2 separate regions of the Mus musculus genome follow, and region 1 is linked to region 2. Evidence: chromatin contacts called from public Hi-C data. All regions are on one chromosome and are shown on one strand. The core of a region is the stretch at or near the end of the contact, and the rest is flanking DNA. Distances in the headings are between cores, read along the strand shown. Region 1 overlaps Qk (quaking). Region 2 overlaps Gm51424 (a long non-coding RNA gene).

What was found. A called contact is a pair of places that touch in the nucleus more often than the background predicts.
Region 1: a contact with region 2 is called in a Hi-C map of neural progenitor cells, with 2.3 times the contacts expected there. The contact joins two enhancer-like sites. A contact is called at or near these places in 4 of 39 promoter capture datasets (the 3T3-L1 cell line, cranial neural crest, hippocampal neurons and 1 more), 8 of 484 Hi-C or Micro-C datasets (cerebellum, cerebral cortex, cortical neurons and 4 more) and 8 of 115 datasets of contacts at active chromatin or transcription factors (SST interneurons, astrocytes, embryonic basal ganglia and 5 more).

The regions. Positions count from the first base shown.
Region 1 is chr17:10,306,227-10,312,024 of GRCm38.p6, reverse strand. The region is part of intron 1 of Qk (quaking); the gene reads left to right. Among named protein-coding and RNA genes, the nearest start is that of Qk, 10 kb to the left of the region's middle. Within about 2 kb of position 2,549, at least 53 of the 459 cell types and tissues checked have an H3K27ac peak or open chromatin away from gene starts, as enhancers often do. A contact at or near this core is called in forebrain and neural progenitor cells, where this site is marked.
Region 2 is chr17:9,425,457-9,431,888 of GRCm38.p6, reverse strand. All of the region lies in intron 3 of Gm51424 (a long non-coding RNA gene), which reads left to right. Among named protein-coding and RNA genes, the nearest start is that of Gm51424, 150 kb to the left of the region's middle. Within about 2 kb of position 3,273, at least 28 of the 459 cell types and tissues checked have an H3K27ac peak or open chromatin away from gene starts, as enhancers often do. A contact at or near this core is called in forebrain and neural progenitor cells, where this site is marked.

The DNA.
Region 1 (5,798 bases), core at 1,300-3,799, 880 kb before region 2:
CAGTTATGATTCTAAAAGTAAGAAACCAAAGGTGTGTTTGGAGGATTTAAATTTACTTGAACTTTTCTGTAAGCAAAGAATAGAGCCCCCGTAACAAATGAATTCAGTGTTCATTTACCACTGTGGCTATTTTTATTACTGTTATTTTTAGTAACCACTCAGAGGAAGCAGTATTTCTCATTAGAAGACTTAATGTAGAGGCTTAATACTTTTAAGTTATTCAAGCCAGGAACATAAGTTTGCTTCACTTTTAGATCTGCATGGGGCAATAGCTCTATTCTTGTTGTTGTTTTTAAATCAGGGAGGTAACTGGAGAATGACACTATATAAAGCAGCTGCTGTGACCCTTTAATACATTCATGTTGTGACCTCCAACTATTATAAAATTATTTTGGTGCTGCTTTATAACTGTAATTTTTGTACTGTTATGAATTGTAATGTAGATATCTGATATGTGTGTTATCAGATAAGTGATTCTTGTGAAAGGGTGTTCCTATCTCTGGTGGGGTCACGACCCACAGGTTGAGAATCTCTGCTCTAAAGACAGCCGATTGTGAGCTGAGGAGTAGGTGTGCTGCATTCAGTTACTACATCCTATTCCCTATATCAGTTTATGGAGGATGAGTGACTGTTCATTTGTAATTTTATTAAAAGAAACTTTGAAATCTCAGTTCTTTGTTAGCTGTGCAAAGTAATTTTATTACTTAGAATTGTATGCTAAGAATTGAACCTAGAGCCTTACACGTGCTAGGCAAATGCTGTGTCATTTGTTTTATTCTTACAAATGGAATTAACTCCCTTTCCAAGCAAAATCCATGTATTCTGAGGATATAAGATACAAAAAAAGACTGCTCATATGAGAAGTCTTTTTCTACCAGTATTTTTAAGTTTCTTCTGGTAGGAGTAATCTGGTAGAGAAACCTGAAAGGCAGAGAAAGGTGCTTTATCCGTTAGCTTTATGTTCGTGAGAATCCTTAACTGTAGTTTACAGGTCACAGAGCTAAAGTATCAAGTAGATCTTCTTGAGTAATGTAACCTGGTCTTGGTAGTCTGGAATGAAATGAGTGGGAAGGTACGTTCTAGGAGAAAGAAAGGATGGCAGTGTCAGAAAGGTAGTCAAAAGATGCCACACAGCAGCACATGCCTGAGTTTAAAGTCAGCCTGATGTACATAGCAAGTTCTAGGCTAGTCAGGACTGTCTAAGAAGACCCTGAAGAAACCAAACAAAAGGACGAGAACTGGCGATGGTGATGCCATCTTAGAATGTGTATATTGATTAGTTGGTTAGTTGAAATGGCAAGTGCTTGGAGAGTAACAGTGTAAACAATAAGTGAAGATGAGAGAGTAGGCAGAATCAGGACTGGGTTGTGGTGATTCTAAATACTGGACTTGATAGTTGCAGTTTATTCCAGAGATTCTTAGTGCTTTGCTGAAGTTTTGGACTTTTTGTTTTGGGTGTGTCATAGTGAATTTCTTGTGCATAATAAGCTAATAAAAACACATTGCATATAGTCATGTATAGAAACAGGATAATAAAAAGTTAAGCATTTCTGTATGGTTGACTTATTACAATTCCTTTCCCCACAAGGCTTCATAGTAAATAAGCTCTCTTCTGCAAACTTAAAAGATAGTTTTCTGTTTAGACCAATGCATCCTTTGTGTTTTATTATGACCAAAAAGTGTGACTGTGCATGTTTGTATGTGCATGTGCATGTGTGTATAGTTTTCAGCCCAATTTTGGTCACTTAAGAGAGGATTGAATTTTATTGTTGTTTTGGGTTGTGGTTTTTTTTTTTTTTTTTTTTTTTTTTTTTAATGGGGTGGGGTTGGGGGAGGGGAGACAGGGTTTCTCTGTGTAGGCCTGGCTGTCCTGAAACTCAAGAGATCCATTTGTATTTGTCTCTGGAGTGTTGGGAGTAAAGGCGTGCATTGCACCACCACTGCCTAACAAAAATTGTACTTTTTGATTTTTTTGGATGAAAGTTGAAAAGAATGAAGAAATTCTTGCTTTTGTTGACTCTTAGAATTTAACTAGCTTGGCTTGGTGAGATGTTTTTCAAAATGATGTCTTGTGTTAAATCAAATCTTTGTTAGCAAACATAGTGAAGATTTTCTGAGCATTGCTATAGCTGATCTGTGTTACTTCTGCTTAGCTGTATTTTCAGTATTGGTTAAAATACAATAGAGATACATTGATATTTCATCTTTAAAGTTTGTATCTTTCAAAATTAATATATTTTGTTAGTGACACCACATTAACAAGAGTCACAACTCAGATTTCTGTAGTTGCATCTGGAGTGTTCTTTATTCCTGCAGTGTCCAAATCAAATAGTTGAACCTTGTTATAATTTTAAAAACTTTTAAAATTTGAAAACATCTTTAAAAAAAAATGCCTCAACCTGGGGGTGGGGCGGGGCTGAGCTGGGCCCCTGAGTAAGGCTCTGGCCTACTGGGAAACAGTAATTGACCTGTGCTTCTGACAGCCCCCTGAGACTCCTCTAGGAGGCTGCTCCTTCCCACACCCCTCACCCCGTGGATGCATTGACAGGGACAGCTGCTCCGGTTCTAATGCTCCTGTTTTCTTGCTTTCCCCTCCAACCAGTTCAATCTCATCCCTCCCAGCAGCTCCCCTTCCACTCCCTGGGGAACTGAAGGTTGTCCTGACCAGGACCTGAGACGACCTTGAGTGGAGGGAAGTGATCTATGTCTCTTCCCTCCAGCAGCTGGGACCAGCTGGGGGAGTTGGGGAATTCTTGCCAAGCACCTTGAATGGGAAGGGTCCTTCAAGAGGGCCAGGCTGGGGTCCAGCAGGGGTGGGGGAGGTTCCTGCTCTGTCCCAGCTGGGTCTCACCCAGTCTTGTTCTCCCATCCTCTCATCTACCTCCCCACCCCAGGGACAGAAGATCTTTTATTTTCTCATATTTATAATCTCAGACTTGGGCTCCCTGTTCTTCTCCATTAACTTTAGTGTCCTGTGTGAGAGACTGACAGATGCCTCAAGGACTTTTACTTTTTATTACATAAAAATTAAAAAAAAAAATTTTTAAACTAAAAAAAAAAAAAAAAAAAAAAAAAGCCTCAGCTGGGTGTAGTGTCTCAACCCTGTCTCGAACACCCCCCCCCCCCCCAATGCCTCAACTTGAACTTCTTTGTTGGGAAATTGTTCCTTATTCTTTTTTTGTTTGTTTGTTTTTTGTTTTGTTTTTTTCCCAGACAGGGTTTCTCTGTGTAGCCCTGGCTGTCCTGGAACTCACTTTGTAGACCAGGCTGGCCTTGAACTCAAAAATCCGCCTGTCTCTGCCTCCCAAGAGCTGAGATTAAAGGCCTGTGCCACCACACCCGGCTTCCTTATTCTTTGTATCCTTAGTATGCTGGAAATTATATTTATATACTTATTTATAATTTTGTATTTGTTTTGTATGCTTAAGACTGGGTCTTGGCTTTGTATATCAGACTATCTTTGAACTTACTGTGTGTTTAGTGTTGAGTGGCCTCAAATTTGTAATGATCCTCCTGCTCTCAAATGTAGGAATTATATGAGTGCTGCCATCTCACCAGGTTTAGGAAGTTAGATTTAAAAGGCAAGGCAGATTGAAGTATAGCATGTTTGGATTATATCAGAGGTGGTGGTGTGTTCTTTTAAGTTTTATTGTGTCAGTAGAGACAGTAGTCAGTTTCACTGTTAGTGAGACTCAGATTGTTAACTAGATTAGAATACAGAGGCATGAGTCTGGGTGGTTCCCTTCTGTAAAACGAAGGTTTTATTTATGTTTTGATCAGAACCTAAATCAGCCTTAGGTTTGCGTATGAACCCTTTATGCTTGGTTAACAGCTGCTAATCTGCCTGAATTCATTTCATGAGAACATCTACCATGATGCTTTTCTCATTCTAATACTTCCATCCAATATCTTGGTAGTTTGAAAAGTTAAACTTTGAACAACAGAGTAGGTATTATTTGAAATAAAATCCTATTGGGAAAGCTATGTAGATTTCTCATTATGTAGCCAGAGTTGTTAGCCACTCAAATGGCGACCTTTTATACTCATCATTATTAAGTGCGTGGATTTCATAGATAAGTTGTGGTCAGGGATAATCAGATTGGCTCCTTTGTCTATTGGAATGTTTCTTGCTTTTTGGGACAGTATATTCCTCAACTATGTGTGTTTTCTGCTCCATATGTAAAACTAGCGTTTTCACTAAAGTTCTTTTCCATTTTGAATGGTGTTACAGACTATATATAGGTACAAAGTATTCATTATTGTTGATGTGAGATCATTTTTCAGTCTATTTCCTGTGGGTGCTGGTAGGTACTATTTATTTTAATCAGTTTGTGTCTGCACTTTTAGTTTAGTTTTATCACAATTTTATCATTCTTTTTCTACACCAAAGTAATTTTTTAAAAAAGATTTATTTATTTTATTTATATGAGTACACTATAGCTGTCAGACAAACCAGAAGAGGGCATCAGATCCCATTACAGATGGTTGTGAGCCACCATGTCGTTGCTGGGAATTGAACTCAGGACCTCTGGAAGAGCAGTCGGTGCTCTTAACCGCTGAGCCATCTCTCCAGCCCCAAAGTAATATTTTTAAAGTTATATTTTATGTTTATCTTGCTTGCATGTATGTCTGCGCGTGTACCTGATGCCCATGAAGGCTAGAAGAGTGTGTTAGACTTCTTGGAATAGAGTTACAGTTTTGAGTCACCATATGAGTGATAGGAATCACATCTGTGTCCCCTGGAAGAGCAGCCAGTACTCTTAACCACTGAGCATTACTACAGCCCCCAAATATCATTCTTGATGGTGATATTATTACTTACTTGATTCTTTCTATAGTATAAAGGAGATATTCTCAAAATCAAAATAATCTGCAAACTTCTAAATATATTTAAATGGTCTTTCTCATTTTTACACATTATAAATTTATGTGTAGTGATTCTCATTTCTAGTGTGTTTTGATTTTATGTGCAGTGTTTTCCTTTAGTACTAAATCTATCTACTTTTTGATATTAATATTTACTGTGTAAGCTCTTTTATTGTACCTTTTTAAGTAGCTTTTACCTTAAACCCAGCAGAGATTAGGAGAACAAATCTTTTAAAATGAGAAGTGTGTGTGTGTGTGTCTGTGTGTGTATATCTGTGTGTGTCTGTGTGTATCTGTGTGTATGATGGAAATATGATCCACATTGTATTTTAAAAGGAGAAAGTTTCCTCTTTAGACCAATGCTTTAGATCTTATCCTGAAGGAAAGGAACAGACTAGTGCCTGTGAAAGTTATTTACACGTAGACAAACCTCCTTGGTAGAAATGAAGCTTTGAAGCTGTATTTGGAAAATCTTTACTGCAACCTTTTTGTCGTTAAGAATCTTTAACAGTAAGGAACTTATGTTCCAGCAGATGGGGATGTCAGTACACACAAGAGCATTTAGTGACTAAAATGTGTTGGGAAGTGACTTTGTCAGAAAAGAACATTTTATCCTTTATATTATAAGGGAAGGGGGGTTGCTCAGGAATAGGATGAGTTGTAGTTAATTGCCCTTATGATGGTAAGTATGCCTAAGGTTGTATCTTTAAAGATTTAGTCTTTAAGAGACTATAGGTTGACTATTTAATGTAACTAGCAGATAGATTATAATTTTTCCTGTAATGTCTTCTGTTTTTATATTAGTATTGAACAGTTATTTGGGGTGATGTAATATGTTACATACTAAGCATGCATTTGCTCATAATCCATACTGTCCTGAATCTTGGGTCAGTGATTGCTGTATAGTAATATTAGAAAAAAGGTGAGTCGTA
Region 2 (6,432 bases), core at 2,024-4,523:
TTTGTTTTCCAGACAGGGTTACACTGTATAACCCTGCTATCCTAGAACTTGTTCTGAACTCACAGAAATCCACCTGCCTCTGTCTCCCAAATACTAGGATTAAAGATGTACACAACCCTGTAATTATTTGTAAGGCAGTAAGACAATGCTTCAAATCTCGCTATTACATCACCTACAAAATAGTGATCTACTTATTTATAGGGTATTATACAGCTAGGAAATGACTCACTGAGTGAACTCACACCCCTGAGTGGGACTCAGGCCCCAATCTCCAAAGTCCATGTAAAAGCCACACGTGGTAGCATGTGTCTCTAATCCCAGAATTCCTACAGTAAAATGGATAGTGGAGAACGAAGAATCTGACTCATGGTACTGCTGGCTTACCATGCACAGCACCAACAGCCTAGAGACCCTGTCGAAAGTAAGATGGGAGGCAAAGACTGTCTTGTATGTGTCACATGACAGCTATATCCCAAACTCATCTGTGTACAAATACAGACACCTATCTACACAAAATGGACAGATAATACAATGAAGCTTATAATGTCTCTTTACAGTAAGTAGCACAATCTTCATAAGACTCATTCACGTCTGGGGGCTGGAGAGATGGTTCAGCATTTAAAAGCATTGCTTGTCCTTGCAGGGGACCTGGGTTTGGTCCCTAGCACCAACATGGTGGCTCTCAGTCAAGCATAAGTCCAGGTCCAGGGGAGCTGGAGCCCTTTTCTTACTTCCTTGAGTACCTGGCACACACATGATGTACATACATACTGGCACACACAATATTCATATGAGTAATAAATAAATAATAAAGAAGAAACATCCATTCTCTTTGAATGGTGCGTTGGGTCAGTTATTTATAAATATATGTCACTTTGGCAGAATTATAGCCTGAGTCATTTATGGGAGATACACTCTTATAATGTCAGTCTGAAGATGGACTTGTAAAGATGGACATGTTAAACCTAGGGCAGTTTCTCCATACTGACCCTGCTCTACCCACAGAGGTGTGTTGTTGGGAGCTATTAAGGCAACGCTATTGTCCTGATCTCTGAATTGGGCCTCCCCCCCCCCAGAAGAAAAGAGGGTCAAAAGCGGGCCACCGGACGCACCGCTCAGAGAAAGTCAGCGCCGGATGTCCTGACCTCAAGATGTACCCTGATACCACCAAGTTCCTGCTTCCCCTTGTAGTCACCAAAAGAAAAATTTCTGCTGCCCCATCCCTCCTGTTGAGAAGTACTTCCTCTCTTTCTGCTGCCCCATCCCTCCTGCTGAGGTGCATTTCCTCTGCCCCATTCCTCCTGCTGAAAGGCACTTCCCCTTTTGCTTGTGTATTTAAACCTTGGGCCTGGCTAATACATTTTGGGGTCTTGATACAACTTCAGAACGGTTTCCGTGTCATTACTCGTACAAGACCCTCGTCTCTCTCTACCCCCCATTTGGTTCTTAGGAGGAGGTCCCCTCGAGACCCTCAAATAACTGGACCTGCTGGACGGGTCAGTGTGTGTGTCTCAGGTGTCATCCGTTGTTCAGCATCTTTGCTTCCTTCTGCAGACAGCCATGTGCTATGGCTTCCCATGCATGCGTTTGCCACAGGAAACTGTCCTTCCCAAGAGTCTGGTTACCTGATGCAGATTTTAAACCATACGTAAAGTTTAAAAGTAGCAGACACCCTGATTTTCTATCAATACTGATCAAGCAATTCCTACGTAGGACACAGGTAAAGTGAATTCACCCAAGAAAATAAATGTTTGACTATAAAGGACAGGAAGAAGTTGTCCTTAGGTTTTCACATATGCCTTGTTGTATTAGAGTTGATACTAGTTGCCCACAAGTTCACCTAGCTGCCCACGATGTCACAGCTATTTAAATTCGAATTTAAATCCTAAGGAAAGTATTGTGTCTTTGGCAAAAACATTCATGTAAAATTTAGTGATCCTTCCATAGTGAATTGTGGCACAGTGGAGATTCTACATGCCTGCTGGCATCACAAATATCTCTTATAGAACATGCATGTCTACTGCAGATGCTGCTGTCCCCAGAGAGATGAAATGAGTGTCCATACTTGTTTCTCTGGTTTATAAACTATGACAATTTTTTGGCCTGCTTTCAATACTCTGGAAAAAAAAATGAAAACAGTAGCCTCATTTTAGGATGTTGTGGCATGTGAAAGCTTCTCTGTCATGTTCTACATGTCAGTGTTTCATGTGTGCAGTGAACTGAGACTCAGCTGGGTCCAGAGAACAGGGTGAGTTAAGTCAACAAGGCTGATTCAAGTGAGAACCATTTCACAGGACTGAAATGGCTAACATCTTTCCTCGTAAGACAGAGCATAGTCCTTCATGTGTGTTACATGATTGGCTAGCATGCAATGACAGAGTCAGTAGGTAGAACATTTATCTTTTTGAATAACTTGAGTGGCCATGTCTCCACCAGCAGTCCCTACCTTCTGTGTCTGGTCTGATAATTCCCCAGAAAGATGGGCCTTCCAGGCATGGCCCAGGTGAGGCTTAGGACGTACCCCGCAGTAACTAGATCATTACAGAAGGCCCTGCAGACGGAGGTAACAAGTCAGTGATGACAGGCCATGCATCATGCATTCACTGTCCATGAAGGACTCTTTTTTTTTTTTTCCATGAGACTGATTTATCACAAGAGAAGGAACCTCCTGGGTGATGGAGTTTATACCATGATTTTGCACAGCTCCCGCAGATAGAAGGATCTTGTCACAAAAGTCAGGAGCAAAGGAGAATATCTGACAAAGACAGTTGGGAAAACTATGCTCTCTCTCTTCTTGCTTGGGAATGCAGAAAGCATTTGCCTAAGGAGCTCTGGCATAAATTCAAAATACAGCATGTCTGGTAATTTCAATTTTTAACAGCCAAGTCCTTAAAGAGAAGCAGGGCTGGACTCAGGGAAGAGAAGGAAGGTAAATTTCAGATGCAAATGACATCTAGCTGTGGCAGTCTGGGGAGAGCATATTAAGATGAATACACGCTTCTGCAGAGGAATTTATAGTGGGTCATTTCAGGCTGTTCTCTGGTCTGGGAGAGTTTTCCTTGCAGACCCTGGGAGGGATGACGACACTGGCTGAGTATCAGTAAAGGGTGTCCAGTGTTGTCTTTTCACAATTCGCATCGTTAAGCCTAGTTTTATTGTTCACACAAAAACTGCAGCTGTTGGCTCAGGATGCTAGAAGATGCTTGGAGTCAGGGCTAATTAGCCAAATTATGAAGCCTGGGATGATCCACAGCAAGCACAAAAGATGCTGAAATGCTGCCCTGGAGGAAGAGCAGTCACGCCCTCTGCAGGCCAGAGCGTGCTGTGGCTCCGAGCCTTCTCCAGACCTTCCAGCAGACCAGCTTTTGGATCTGTAGGAACTGTCACATAAGATTCATGAACACAGGAAGCACACTGGAGACCTCCATTAAGGCAAAACAGGGGTAGGCTGTGTGGAAGAAACCAACCACAGAGTAGGGTATTCAAAAGTCTCATAGATACTGTTAGCACATGCTCAGAAAAACAAAAACAAAAACCAGCAAAACAAACAAAACAAAGATCGTCCCTCGTAGAGGAGAGCACAGCAGAAACAAGCACAAGCAAGGAAGACAATAAATGGACCTAGCTTGATGTTGAAGTACTTGGCAATGAATGATATAATTTACTAAAATATTGGGCACATATTATCAACTGAGACCAAAGCAGAAGGAAATGTACTGTGAGCACAGTGAGGAACGTAACTGTAGTTGGTTAAGCAGTAGACAGAGTCCTCTATTCAGGAGGTTGAAATGGAAAGTTTAAGTAAAGGAAGCTGCTTTGCCACTCTAGAGTCAGATGTTCAAACAGAACCAGAGCCTGTGGCAACCGGCAACCACCCGCATCCTCTGGGATGCTGGAAAAACTAAGAGGTCCCTCCTGCGTCCAACACCCTCCCCCCCCCCCAAAAAAAAAAAAAAAAAAACCAAACCCAGACCGAGGTGCAGTTCTCAAAGTTACAGGAGAGGGTGTTCTTGGGAGACATTTAGGCGGTAGAATCATTGCACCAGGTGACAGAGTGATGTAAAGTCTGGGAAGGAGAAGCCGATAGGCTGATGCTGGTGCCTGCTGTCTAATTTAGGCAGTGCTGTAGAAGGCAGAGTCCCACGCCCATGGTGAGGAAGAACAGATTTGAGAGGGAATACCATTCAGGACGCCATTTGGGTTTACAACAGCCTAACTTTAAATTTAGCGCTTTTGGGACTACCGGGTGTGGTGGTAGGCATCTGTGAACCCAGCATGGAGGGCACAGAAGCAGAAGGCTCGCGGCAAATTGTGAGACCAGATTAGACTACATAGAAGACCCCGTCTCAAAGAACAAAACAGACGTCATGAAGCAAGTGGCCGGGCTGTGAGATGGATGGATATGCTTGGTAAGGAGTTGAGTTATACGGTACAGCGAGCCATTGGATAACAAGATAGAAAAGAAAGGGCGGAATGAGATAGCAGAAGGCATTTCCGCTAAGGATCTACACCGTTCTGCATGGATAGATTTGCCTTAGCTCTCCCACTTCTCTGGGGAATTGTGTGATCTCCCTGTTTAACCGCAGAAGGGAGATCAGAGTAATTACTTAGCAGGATTGCTGTGAGCATCAACTGAATCCATTCATCCAGGGGCTTCCAATAATGCCTAGAACACAGAGAAGGCTAATTTAGTGGGCTTCCAACGACAAAAAAAGTACAAGTTCACCTACACTGGACAATCCAAGGACATACACATTACAGGAAGTCAATACAGAACCCTCTGTCAAATACAACAGGAGGGATGCCCAAGACATATACTGCTATTGATCGTATGGCCATGGAGTTAACACAATTAATTTATCTCTTTACAAGATGAGTACTTTTCAGACTTATGCATTCAGTGTGAATATTAAAAGGATGGTTTCTTACACTGGGTAGTGAATCACCAGCACAGAGAGCCTGTGTAACTGTGGCACAACATTGAGCAGCTCAGATAACATTTACCTGAGAACATATATCTGAAATTTTACCTACCGTTAATTTTAGAGATTATGTTGGGAGTTTTTCAAATGCTTGTGTATTTCAAACAGGATCTTAGTATTGAAATCTAGGCTGATCTAGGACGTGGAATCCTCTCTCCTTTGCTTCCCAGGTGCTGGTATTATGGATACAAGCCATTTTGATGATAGCTTAGAAAACTTGCATAACACAATTCTAAGGTGTGAGGAGCGGGTGTGGTGGCAGTCCCAAAGGCGCCAGGGACTGCAGCTAAGTCCTATGACTTGCACCTGACTTCCTCATATAAGCCACAAACATCTTGAGAGCTGCGCAGGTGTACCAGGATACAGGTGAATCCATTTTGATGGAAATATGCCCCTGCTGCCCTGATTGGCTGAAGCTGCGTACCTGGTGAGGTGGCGTGGCCTGTTGTGCGTGGATGGGAACTGAGAGTATAAAAGAGTGAGAGGCCCAGGGTTCAGGGGAGATATAAACAAGGGAGATATAAACAAGAAGAAACAGGACTGAATAAACGTGTGCAGAAGGATCCTGTTGCAGCGTCGTTCTTCCTGGCCAGTTGGGCGCGCGCAAGACTAAGGAGCAGGCTGTGCATTGAATTTTGTAATGTTGTCTGGTTTTGTTTGTGGTGTGTGTGTGTGGCACTGAAGGCAGGGTACTGACCCAGACATGGGGTGTTAAGCACAGCTCTCTCTCCCTCCGACCAAAACATCTGCATGCTTTCCTTGAGATCCCCAAAGCATCTGTATGAGTCCCTAATGTTTCCTTAGGACACATTTCAGGATACAGTATACATTTATTATTCAAAGCTTTTGGCTTCTGACACTAAAATTTCATCTTTTCTATATATGGCTTTCACGTGTTTGATATTATTATTAAAAACATTTTGATAAATGGCAGTAAAACCATAAAGCTTTTTTATTTTTTAAAAAAAAATGACACAGTTTAATATTTCTAGATATTGTAAGCTGTGTTATGTATTTATCTTCTGTTCTTTTGCCATCGAAAAAAATGATTGCATGTACATAAAACATACCATGTTTTGACAATTTATATGCTTCTCCACTCCAGTTTTTCACAGACACAAGGATTTTAAATTTACCAAGTTCGGGTTTCAAGTCCTCTTTTATCTGTTTTCTAATGTTTAGACAGCAAGACTTATTCGTACTCTTTTACATATTTAATCTTCTACTTTAGGTCTATCTACTTTATTTTGTAGAGAGTCTCACTGTGTAGCTCTGGCTGGCCTAGAAACCTGTGTGGAGACCAGACTGGCTGTGAATGAACAGCCATCCCCATGCCTCTGCCTCCTGAGTGGTGAGATTATTGGCTTGTTCTTTTTTATTTTGTATGCAAAACACTCAGTAGGTTTTGTTCTTCATGACAGAAATCATAAGCTGCTTCCCCTCCCAAGTT